2 separate regions of the Canis lupus genome follow, and region 2 is linked to region 1. A link is a contact called in public Hi-C data. All regions are on one chromosome and are shown on one strand. Each heading gives the region's core, a stretch centred on a gene start, on an enhancer-like site or on the middle of the called end of the contact. The rest is flanking DNA. Distances are from core to core; before and after follow the strand shown.

Evidence for each region. Hi-C and Micro-C count contacts between places; a contact is called where the count stands out from the background.
Region 2: a contact with region 1 is called in a Hi-C map of blood, with 3 times the contacts expected there. The contact joins two enhancer-like sites. A contact is called at or near these places in 3 of 9 Hi-C or Micro-C datasets (amygdala and blood).

What each region holds. Positions count from the first base shown.
Region 1 is chrX:92,338,574-92,344,891 of UU_Cfam_GSD_1.0, reverse strand. It overlaps SEPTIN6 (septin-6), which reads left to right. Exons shown (of 10, transcript XM_038588184.1): 7 at 2,790-2,958; 8 at 6,249-6,318. Among named protein-coding and RNA genes, the nearest start is that of NKRF, 23 kb to the right of the region's middle. Within about 2 kb of position 3,906, at least 4 of the 20 cell types and tissues checked have an H3K27ac peak or open chromatin away from gene starts, as enhancers often do. A contact at or near this core is called in blood, where this site is marked.
Region 2 is chrX:92,425,601-92,431,839 of UU_Cfam_GSD_1.0, reverse strand. No RefSeq gene overlaps it. Among named protein-coding and RNA genes, the nearest start is that of SOWAHD, 28 kb to the left of the region's middle. Within about 2 kb of position 3,684, at least 1 of the 20 cell types and tissues checked has an H3K27ac peak or open chromatin away from gene starts, as enhancers often do. A contact at or near this core is called in blood, where this site is marked.

The DNA of each region.
Region 1 (6,318 bases), core at 2,657-5,156:
AATGAATGGATTATAGTTACTGCTGCACGAATGAACCTCAGAAACATAATGTTGAACGCAATAAATCATAGAAGAATGCATGCCATGTGATTCCATCAATATGAATTCCCAAAGTAGACAAAATGGAACAAGATCTATATTTTGAGTAATTCGTACATAAGTGACGAAACTATAAAGAAAAAGGATAATAAGGCAGCCCGGGTGGCTCAGCAGTTTAGCGCCGCCTTTAGCCCAGGGCGTGATCCTGGAGTCCTGGGATCGAGTCCCACATAGGGCTCCCGCATGGAGCCTGCTTCTCCTTCTGCCTGTGTCTCTGCCTCTCTCTCTGTGTGTGTGTCTCTCATGAATAAATAAATAAAATCTTTAAAAAAAAAAAAGAGAGAGAAAGGAAGGATGATAAAGCCCAAATCAGGATAGTGGTTAAGTCTCTTTCAAGACCAGGTCAAGAGACACAAGGTGCTGGTACTATTTCACCTGCGTTATAGACACATTGTTATTAATTTCTTCTTTATTTCTGTATGTGTGTATATATATATATATTTGTATATATATACATATATATATGGTTATTATACAATTTCAAAACAGATGTATATACACTCAGGAAACTTCCTTTCATGGTGTGCCTGACCACGGCATAAGCTACCCGTGGGACTAGTCAGTTCTATGGATGAAGCAAGGCCTGGGACGCTGCCATTGGAGGAAGAGGTGTCTTCAAGTCTTCAGCTCTAGGCTGGGTCTCTGAGCACAGGGGCACCATGTGTGAGAGGCTGGCTGATTCACTGCACCCTCATCCCTGCCACTGAACAAACAACGGGAAGTGGGTGAGAAATTGTCCATCTTGCATACAAGGCTAGCATGCTTTAGGGCATGCCATAGACTCTCCAGTGATCGCTAGATTTTCCATAGGTAGGACAAGACTGGTTATCAGAGCTGTGCTAGGTTTTGGTCTTCTCTGCCATCTGAGGAACATTTGTGAATGGTTCCTGGACCCAGAGTCCTAACTGGGAGTGAGTTTGTGGTCTGAGAGACAGGAGCCTAAAGTAAAATGAGGAGAAACCAGCAGACATGGTTCCAGTGACTTCCTCTAATTTAGATCACGCACACCTAACCAACAAAGGGTTTTTGAAGGTTTTTCTGATAAGTTGGAGTTCACTGTTCTGTTCAAGTGACCTTGGAGTCACTCCTTTTTTTTAAATTTTTGTGTTTTTTGTTTGTTTGTTTTTTTGTTTGTTTTTGTTTTTGTTTTTGGAGTCATTCCTGACTGGCCACCAGGGATCACTATCTGGAGATGGAGGAAGAACTATTCCTGAGAAGTTGCCTGACTGATGGGATTTTTAATATTAGCTTATGTTCTATGGCAGCGAGGAGCTTTATCCCCAAGGAAATGGATCTTTAAGAAAAGCTTTTAAGGTTTTATTTATTTAAATAATCTCTACACCCAATGTGGGGCTCAAACCCACGACCCCAAGATCAAGGGTTGCAATGTTCTTCCGACTGAGCCAGCCAGGTACCCCAAGGCAATGGATTTTCAGCAGAAGGGTTATGTGAGCCCATCCAAGCTTTGGAAGGGTTACTCTGCCACAAGGCCCACCTGTCATCCTGGACCCCCTCCCTGCCCCCACACCCCTCTCCCTGGCCCTGGAAGACAGAACCTAGGGTGACTATGTCAGTTTATCATCTCAGGCAACCCCACCGCAGCCATGGCTGAGGCACATACCAGAACACTGCTCACAACCTTGTGTTCCAACTGGAAGTCCACTTTGTTATGATTTGGTCTATTTCTGTCCTTCTTGGCCACTGGCCCAAATGCAAATCTTTGCCATACTCTTTTGAGGAGGGAGGCTTGTTCATTCAGGCTAGAAAGTGAGGTCCACTTTGTCCTGGTCATCATTGCTGCTTTCAGGCCATTATCCATCCTCTAAAAAGCACCTCCTTTGAAGCTACTACCTACCATCCAGATGGGCCACACCTTGGTCCACACCCCTCCTTGTCTCACTGCCACCTATAGATGTCCTAGTTCTTCCCCTTTATTCTTTGGAGACCTGGCACCTGCTCAGAGCCTTTGCCTCTCCTTTAGATCGCCTGCATTTCAATCCTAACTGCAACTTGCTAGCTATGGAACCTTGCCTAACCTTGTTGAGACCTTGTGTGGGCTATTTGCTGATCTGCCTGATAAATTCTGATTCTTCCCTCAAGAGTCATCTTAAGGGTTGCCTCTGGTGAAGCCTTCTCTCTGCTGGTGCTTCTTGGGCTCCCCTCTTCTGAGCTTGCACTGCACCTTGGCCATATACCTCCATTTTGGTAATTTTTGCATTGTATTATATTTGTCTATTTGCATCTTTTCTTCCACTACACTGTAAGCTCCTTAGGGCAAGACTCCATGACTTCGTTTCTGAATTCCCGGTGAGTCACACAATAGCAGGAGCAGAGATGCTGCAAATATTTATTGGACAGATGGCTGAATGTGCATTTGCTATTAGCCTAAAAGTGGTGAAGAGCAAACGAACATTCCCCTGAGTGCCTGATTGGTGAATTTGGGTTGAGGTGCTACTGAATGTTTTCTTAGATATTTTTTATGGTCTTGCAGTTTTCCACTACTGTCAGCCCTGTAACTTTCCATGTGCGTTTTCAGTGGAAAAGTGAGTCAGGAGGCAAATTCACAGGCTCCATGTACACAGATGGAAAGGCAATGTGGCTGTGAGGCATCTGGCCTCTCCATTCATCCATTTCCGCTGCTTCTGGCCCTCCTTTCAGTATGCTTTCAATCCCCCTCCCCTGCTGTGCAGTCGAGAACGAGGCCCACTGCGACTTCGTGAAGCTGCGGGAGATGCTGATCCGGGTGAACATGGATGACCTCCGGGAGCAGACCCACAGCCGGCACTACGAGCTGTACCGGCGCTGCAAGCTGGAGGAGATGGGCTTCAAGGACACCGACCCCGACAGCAAACCCTTCAGGTACCCCTCTGGCCAGCCCAGCCCACCCAGTGGCTGGGGAAGGCTGGCTGGGGAGGAATCACCCAGGGAAGCGAGACACAGGTGCCGGGACCTACAGCAGCAGGGCTGTCACTTGCCCCTTCTACTTGTCCCCTCTGCAGTGGCAGAGTGGGCTTGGTGAGCGCAGGGAGGAGGCCCAGACGACCAGCAAGGCCCATGGGCTCCCTGCCACACAGACACACGCGCGCGCACACACACACACACACACACGCACGGGCATCAGCCGCGGTCAGTTGTGCCAGAGGCTTTGTTCTGCAGCATGGCAGTCTGTGCCTGTCCTCTGCCCCGCCAGGTTTCCGGGCGGCTCCTTCCCCTCCTTCCCCTTACCAAACCCAGTCTATGGGACCAGATGGGACCCGGTTACAGTTGTTGCACACGCACATCAGGGACCTTCAGGCTCTTCAGGTGCTGTCCTTAGTGCCGAAGTTCGGGTGCAAGTTTTGTTTTGACCACCAGATGTTAATCCTTGTTATACTTCTCAAATCCGAATCTGAGAAGCTTTCAGAGGAGAGGCATGTCTCCGAAAGCAGTTTATTAGCCCCACAGGAGCCGTCTGCCAAGTGTCCTCGTCTGATCTGTATGCGTGATGCAAGACATACGCCCCACATTTTAAATTACCTAGTGGTGTTCTTTGTTACAGCTCAGTGCCCCCTCAGGAAGTGCCAGGCCTCAGTTAGGACGGGAGGGGGGTGCTTCAGAGCACGAAGTTGGCCTCTTGGCCTCTGGGCAGAGCATGGCCAGTCCTGCAGGGATGCCTGGTTCCAGAAGGGTGGACTCGCTCCCCTTCAGGGGCAGGGGCTGCTGGAGCTGCTGGGATGGAGGAAATTGTGCTTATCTCTCTGGTGGGCACTCCCTCGGTTTGCTCTCTCCTTCCCCTCCCATAGCTTTAATCTGCATCTGTGGGGGAAGAGGTGTGCCTCTGCCGGTTCCTCTCTAGGCCCCTCCCCTCCTCCTGCTCCATTCTGAACGCCTGTTTACCTGAGTCTTCTTCCCTTATTGCATGCAAACATGCGCATCCTGAAGAAACAGCTCCCTTAGCTCCTCCTCCTCACCATTCCCTGCTCTTTCAAGAAGTTTAGCTCTGGTGAGAAAAAGAGTTGTTTGTATTTACTGGCTCCTGCCCCCCACCCCTGCGCCTCTGAAATGCCTCTCTCTGAGGTCAACAATCACATTGACTGGCCATGATGGGGCCTCTGAGTCCCATCTTTTCCGATTTCACCTGAACGTTAGATATTCCTCCCTACTGCCTCTTTGCTGAAATTCCCTCAGCCTTTGGCTTTTTAAGCACTGGCCTGGCTGGTTCAAGTCCTTCTCTCTCGCTACCCTCTGGGTCTCATTGGCAGACTCCTCTTCTTCAGCTTTTTCCTTTACATGTTGGTATGCCCCAGGGGTCTCTCCTCAGGCCCCTGCTCCTGTCACTCTGTGTTCTCTTGGCAGCAGCTTCTTTCTACTATCGGCCCTACTTCCCACCTAGAAAGAAATGACTCCCACGCAAAATCTTACTTTTGAACTCCAAGCCCATTGCTCCAACTGCCTACCAGATATTCTCGCTCAGACATCCCACGGAGGACGTACCTCAAAAAGTCCAGCGGTCTAAGTTTCAGTTCATCTTCCTTTTTAAACGTCCAGCATTCCCTGCTGCACTTCATGATTCCACCATCCACCTGGTTGCCCAAGCCAAAACACTCAAATCATTTGAAATTCCTTCCAAGTCCTAGGAGTTCCTTTTTTTAAAAAAGATTTTTTTAAAAATTTATTTATGAGAGACACAGAGAAAGAGGCAGAGACATAGACAGAGACAGAAGCAGGCTTCCTGCCAGGAGCCCGATGTGGGACTCGATCCAAGGATTCCGGGATCATGCCCTGAGCCAAAGGCAGATGCTCAACCACAGAGCCACTCAGGCGTCCCCAAGTCCTAGGAGTCCTGCTTCCCTCACTGTTCTTAAGTTCCCCCAAATCCTTCATCTCTACCAGCCCTTAACATTCAGATCCCATTATTTCTTTTTATCCTGTTTCCTTCATATGCCACCCACCGCCCCCTTGGCAACCACGGTTTGTTCTCTGTATTTAAGGGTCTGGGTTTGCCTCTTTTTTCTTTATTCGTTTGTTTTGTTTCTTAAGTTGCACTTATGAGTGAAATTACATGGCATTTGTCTTTCTCGGACTGACTTATTTCACCTAGCCTTACACCTCCTAGCTCCATCCATATCGGGCCATATGACAAGATCTCATTATTTTTTATGGCTTTCTTATGGAAGTGAGAGATCCAATCATTTATTTGGATTGTTGGGAAGTCTCTCCTTCATGCAACAGCCAGGGTGGTCTTTCTCATTTTCAAATTGTATGAAGTCAGTCCTCCTGCTTGAAACCCTGCCATGGATAAATGACCAGGCCTGTAATGTGGCATCCAACACCCAGTCTTTCCTGCGAGACTCAGGAACCCCACCTCCCTGTACTCCACAGCTTCTGTGATCGTCTCCGGCCATGTTGGACTCTGCCTGGCTCCCCAAGTACATCATCCTCTCTCCACGTGTGCCCTTCCACATCTGCCCTCTTTGGAGCATGATTCCTCCTCTTCTTCACTAGGCTGGCTCCTGTTGCTTTAAACCTGAGGCTGGGGGCAGGGAGACTTGGCTCAGGCATCTCCCAGGTAGACCGTGAGTTCCTTGATGGTGGGCACAGTGGCTGTTGGCTTGAGATGTTGAATGACTAGCATAGTATCACTGAGTCCTGTGCGTAGCACACAATGGAATCTCATCAAGTGTTTTTTTGAAATAGTTCATTAATGTGGTCAGTTTCAGAGCCAGAACCTGGGAGTCCAGTGCAGAGGAAGGACCCAGATTAAGATGAGAGACCCAGCTTCGGGTCCCTCCCTTGCCTGTAACTAGCTGTGTGGTCTTGAGCAAATCACCTTGCCTCTCTGGTCCTCTTTCCTCATCTGTATCACCAGGGCAGAGAAACAGGTGTTCTGAGTCACTTCCAGTTGTAAATATGTCAGTTCACCAGGGCTGCCCCGCCCCCACTTAAGCAGCCTTGTGACCCTGCTGTCACATGCCAGGCCAGCTGCCTACAGCTTTGTGGTTCTGTTTTTGCACCTGTCTCAGAATTGGGGAAAAGGAGGATGGTGGTGGTGGTGGGGAACCCAAGGAGGACCACTGGAGCCAGTTTTCATTGAATAAGAGCCATTCTAAAGGCAGGGGAAAATAAATAAATAAATAAAGGCAGGGGAATTAACCTGACCATATTTGCAGCTTACAGGAGACATATGAGGCCAAAAGGAATGAGTTCCTAGGGGAGCTCCAGAAAAAAGAAGAGGAGATG
Region 2 (6,239 bases), core at 2,435-4,934, 87 kb before region 1:
GGATTTGATTTGGTTTTGTTTTATGATCCCAAGTCAGCTGTGACCTCCCTGGCTGGCCATGGGCTCCTCTGTCCTCTCCCTGGGGCTTGCTTTCTTCAGCTGTCATTCAGAGAACAAGATCGAGCCGGCCTCTCTCCCCTGGGTTCCTGCCTGATGGGCTGTCACAAGTGCCCCACATGTGGCCCTGTCCATCCTCTGGCCCCCTGAAGCATCTGGGCCACACAGCTCCTCCAGCGATGCGTCTTCGGGGCTCCTGATTTTGACTTTGGTGACTGAACATTGAATGCCAAGTGTATTTGTTGTCAGCTTGGGATGGCACAAGTCTGGCAGCCTTGCCCTACTGCCTTAGCTTCTGGCTGGGAAGGAGGCTGCAGCAGGAATCTGTATTATGCCTCTCTGGCCACTTCCAGGCCCTAAAGTGATATTTTCCTGCTCAGTCCATGGTCACATAGGAAAGATCATGTGCTGTTCTCACCAGAACCTGGACTGCCCTTCTTCCCATTCTCACCACTTAGCTCAGCTTGTCACTTCCCTCCTTCAACCAGCAGCTCAAACTGGCATCCTGATACAGCCTCAGCTCGACGGCCACTGCCTGTGTGTACTCTTCCATCTGCCTTCTTTGCCCACCCCTGCTCAGCAGTCACATGGAAGATTCTAGTGCTTCTCAAGGAAGCCCTCGCCTGTGCCTTCTGTCTCCCCCCACACCATGGTCTTCCCTGGAGCAGAAGCACACGGGCCCAGCCCTTTGGACCCCATGTCCCTACAATGCTCTTCACAGGGCTCTTAACTCCATTTGGGTCCTCTCTGTGAGCCTGGCTGGCTGCCAGCTGGCTGACTCTGAAGCCAACTCTAGGGAGGGAGTCCTGCCAAGGGCTGGCCTGGATCACTGTTGTGAGAGAAGCAGCCACCACTCCCCACAGAGACATTGGTTTCCAAACTCGTGAGTGGACATGCCTCAGGAATTTGCTGCCTACACTCCTCATACTTTGAAAATTGGCTAAAAATGGGCAGCCAAGAGAGAGGTTAAGACCTCATGTGATCAGAGTCCTAGGTCTGTCTGCCTGTCACCGGTTGTGTGACCTTGGGTGATTACTTAACCTTTCTGAGAGTCTATTTTCTCATCTGAAAAATAGACATGAAAGGAACTGCTTTTTTTAAAAAAGATTTTATTTATTCATTCATAGACACAGAGAGAGAGGCAGAGACACAGGCAGAGGGAGAAGCAGGCTCCATGCAGGGAGCCCGACGTGGGACTCGATTCGGGGTCTCCAGTATCACACCCCAGGCTGCAGGCGGCGCCAAACCGCTGCGCCACCAGGGCTGCCCAAAAGGAACTGCTTTTTACCTCACAGGCTTTTTGTGAGGATCAAATGAGATCAGGGACAGGAACATTCTAGGTAAGCGTATGGACAGGAACACTCTAGGTAAGCATACTGGTGCCGAGACGTACTGCTGTTGCTGTGTGGTATGCGTGCAGCATTTCAAACAAGACACAAAAACACTGATTTAAAAACTGTGTGTGCTGGTCAGAATGGCTAAAATTAACAAGTCAGGAAACGACAGCTGTTGGTGAGGATGCAGAGAAAGGGGGACCCTCTTAACACTGGGTGGTTATATATATATACCCGCAACCCCCCACACACACACCCACACACACTGGAATACTACTCAGCCATCAAAAAAAAAGAAATCTTGCCATTTGCAATAATGTGGATGGAACTAGAGGGTATTTGGCTAAGCGAAATAAGTCAATCAGAGAAAGACAATTATCATATTGATGTAGGAACAAATTAGGGGCAGACAGGAAAAGATAAAGGAAAGGCCCCAGAGTCAGGCTCCTACCCGTCCCAAGAAAACAGAGATAAGACAGTAAAAACAGAAAAAATAAACTTGATCCCCCAGCTCCAAAATGTTAGGGAGTATCCCCCCTTTAATGGCTACTGAGTAATCACAGAAATATGTCATTAAGGTGTTATCAATAGTCCCTGCTCAAACCAAGACGGCACAAGAATCTCAAGGCCACGGGCTACCTGACTAGGCTCACAGAAATCCCAGCTGTAGGGAAATATTATGGAGGAAATATTAACCAGAGAGAAGGGAACACCTTGCTTGGGCTCATGATATTTACAAAAACATCTTGTTTGTTATTATGATAGTTACTAGTCCACCCGTGTTTCTGCTAAAATCCACCCTGATATTTTTTTTAATTTATTTTTTATTGGTGTTCAATTTACTAACATACAGAATAACCCCCAGTGCCCGTCACCCATTCACTCCCACCCCCCGCCCTCCTCCCCTTCCACCACCCCTAGTTCGTTTCCCAGAGTTAGGAGTCTGTACGTTCTGTCTCCCTTTCTGATATTTCCCACACATTTCTTCTCCCTTCCCTTATATTCCCTTTCACTATTATTTATATTCCCCAAATGAATGAGACCATATAATGTTTGTCCTTCTCCGACTGACTTACTTCACTCAGCATAATACCCTCCAGTTCCATCCACATTGAAGCAAATGGTGGGTATTTGTCGTTTCTAATGGCTGAGTAATATTCCATTGTATACATAGACCACATCTTCTTTATCCATTCATCTTTCGATGGACACCGAGGCTCCTTCCACAGTTTGGCTACCGTGGCCATTGCTGCTATAAACATCGGGGTGCAGGTGTCCCGGCGTTTCACTGCATCTGTATCTTTGGGGTAGCCACCCTGATATTGACAAGAAATTTACCAAGTCAGTTGGTCAGTTTCCTATAAAAGACCATAAAATCCCTCAGTGGCACCCCTGTTGGGACCCGTGGGACTTCTGGGAGCTTTCTCTGTATCTGTGCTTAATATACTTCTATGGCTTTGCTCACTCTCTGTTGTCAGCAGGATTCGTCCTTGGACTCGGTGAGACAAGAACCTAGCTGTCCCGTATCCATATGATCTCACTCATGTGTGGAATTTAAGAAACAAAACAGGATCACGGGGGAAGGGAGGGAAAAATGAAACAAGACGAAATCAGAGAGGGAGACAAACCATGAGAGACTCTTAACCATAGGGAATAAACTGAGGGCTGCTGCAGGAGGGGGTGGGGGTTGGGGTAACTGGGTGATGGGCACTAAGGAGGGCACGTGATGTAATGAGCACTGGGTGTGACGTGCAACTGATGAGTCCCTGACCTATGAAACGAATAATACATGATATGTTAATTATTTGAATTTAAATAAATACAAATAAATGCTTATATTTTGTAAAGTAAAAAAATAAAAGCGTCTCTGTGTGTTTGTGTGTGAACAGATAAAATTTCCCATTGATTCTTCTCTGAAATCTGTCGACCTTAAAAGTAAAACAGCCAGTTGCTACATCAGCAAAATGAATTATTCTGAAAGGGGGAAACTGCAATTCAGGGCATGAAAGGGACGCAAAGCTGGCAAGTGGGGAGCTCAAAGGAGAGGAGGGGTGCCTGGCCAGCTCAGTCAATGGCCATTGTGCCTCTTAATCTCGGGGTTGTGAGTTCAAGCCCCACCGTGGGGGTAGAAATTACTTAAAATCTTTAAAAAGGCAAAGGGGATAGGAATGTTACTTTATAGAGAAAAAGAGGAAGTTGGAAGGCGCTACTTTGAACTAAAGCTTATTGGAGGAAACCGAAAGTTTAGGGGTGGCAGTTTCTCATTGGCTGAGTTGTGCTACTTTCTTATTGGCTGAGCTTGTTGCTGGGCGAGGAGGTCAGGTACCTCTCATCCTGCCGGGTTTGCCATTGATGAGGAGTAGTGGGGCACTATAGCTCCCCCTTCTGGCCTCCAGGCTCTATCTATCTATCTATCTATCTATCTATCTATCTATCTATCTATTATTTTAAAGAAATTTTTAAAAAGATTTTATTTATTTATTCATGAGAGACACACAGAGAGAGGCAGAGACATAGGCAGAGAGAGAAGCAGGTTCCCCGCAGGGAGCCCGATGTGGGACTTGATCCCAGAACCCCAGGATCACCACCTGAGCCAAAGGGAGACACTCAGCCACTGAACCACCCAGGTGCCCCCTACCCAAACTTTCTAGAAACAGACACTAACCTCTCAACCACAATGACTTTAGTTTCCAAACTCCAGAATTAGGACCCACTATCTGACAAGTTTGATCATGTGTTTTGGAGACAACAAGACTGAATTTTAAAAATCTATCTGTTAAAAAAAAAAGAAATAGCAGGCTGAAAATGGAGTCATTCGTGCTAAGCCCCACATTGGCAAACTAAGACTTAATACCTAACCTACCTGCAGTTTCAGCCTCTCCCAGGAATGTAAACTCAACCAGTCAATCTGGTTGAGTAGCACTGGTCAGCTAGGGAGGTAATCTACCTGACAAACCTTGCCTGTCCCCAATAAGACAATGACCTTGCCTAAAACAATCCACTCTTGTGAATGCCTGGGTGGTTCAGCTGATTGAGCATCCAACTCTTGATTTCAGCTCCAGTCATGATCTCATGGGTCATGAGATGGAACCCCATATCAGGCTCCCTGCTCAGTGGGGAGTCTGCTTCTCTCCCTCTTCCTCTGCCCCCCCCCCCCATGCATGCCTGCGTTCTCTCTTTCTCTCTCTCACAAATATTTTTTAAAATCCACTATTTGTTAGAAATTTCCTTTTCCTGCCCCCTCTCTGTCCATAAAAGCCCTTTATTTTGTGTAGCTCTTCAGAGCTCCTTTCTATTTGCTGGGTGGGATGCTGCTCAATCCATGAATTGTCGAATAAAGCCAATTAGATCTTCAAATATGCTCAACTGAAAAATTTTAAAACTTATCATAGGTGGGACCTATGGCTGCTCAGGGTTCTGTTAGGGTGAATGCACCTTAGAGTCAGGGCTTTTGGATCTAGTGCGTATTTACTAGAGAATATTTAGAAAGTGTAGAGAAAACCCATCCACAGTCTTGTATCCTTGGTGCTAAACACTTAATATCTGGACATAACCTCCCCTGGTATGTGTGTAGGCATCAACATGCACATGTGTGTATACAGAACAATAGATGCCTCTACGTGCATATATAAAATACACCAGGGCAGCCCCGGTGGCGCAGCGGTTTAGCGCCGCCTGCAGCCCGGGGTGTGATCCTGGAGACCCAGGATCGAGTCCCACATCTGGCTCCTTGCATGGAACCTGCTTCTCCCTCTGCCTGTGTCTCTGTGCCTCTCTCTCTCTGTGTCTCTTATGAATAAATAAATAAAATCTATAAAAAAAATTAATTCCTTAAAAAATACACCAGTAAAGTCACACTGAACCTTCCATTCTATTCCAGTAGCATCCTCACATTGTAGCAGGTGCCTGCCGACCATCTTAATTCCATGGGTAGCGGACTAACCATTTCAAGGAAGTTCTCCGGAAGACAGTCTGGTATCTACACCTGACCTTAGGAGGTCTGGCTTTGCCCAGGCGCCTCACTGCGGCCCCCATCCACAAGTGGTATCTCTAGGAGTGCCAAGGTACCCAGTGGGCCAGGGCCAGCTGTGCGTGAACAGAAGCAACAGTGGGCAGAACCAGGAGCCGGCAGCCCTCCCACAGCTCCCCTGGATCCTTCTTGTGAGGTCCAGGAACAGATGCAGGGCCAGTACCCGCTTTCCTGGGAGCTGAGGCGGGACACAAACTGGGAGCCCTGCTTGGAGAAATCCAGCAGTGGGGAGGCTCTGTAGCCTGAATTGGTTGTCAGAACATTCCCCTCCACCAAGGTCAGCTGCTGTGTTGCTTTTTTCCCTTGGGGGAAAATATACCGGGCGTACCACCCCCGTTGGTGTAAGAGACACCCATGTTTGTCTCCTCTCTATTAGAAGAAGTCAACCCCAATTATCTCTTTTCCTTGCCGCTGCCATAGCAACACCTTTCCTAGGAGGAAATTATTATAATAGAAAAGAGATACTCAGGCATCCATCCCGGGTGGCTCAACGGTTTGGCCCCTGCCTTCGGCCCAGGGTGTGACCCTGGAGTCCTGGGATCGAGTCCCACATTGGGCTCCCTGCATGGAGCCTGCTTCTCCCTCTGCCTGTATCTCTGCCTCTCTCTGTGTCTCTCATGAATAAATGGATAAAATCTTGAAAGAAAGAAAAGAGATATCCTTTTTTTTTTTTTTAATGAAGCCGAATTTGGAAGGAAGACCTTGATGAGTCACAAGGGGGCAGCAAAGTGTTCCTGCTCAGAGGGAGGCTAGGCATCCTATGAGGAGCATCAGTCTGAAGCCGCACAGCAGTAAAGGACCAACCACTGAATTCACAG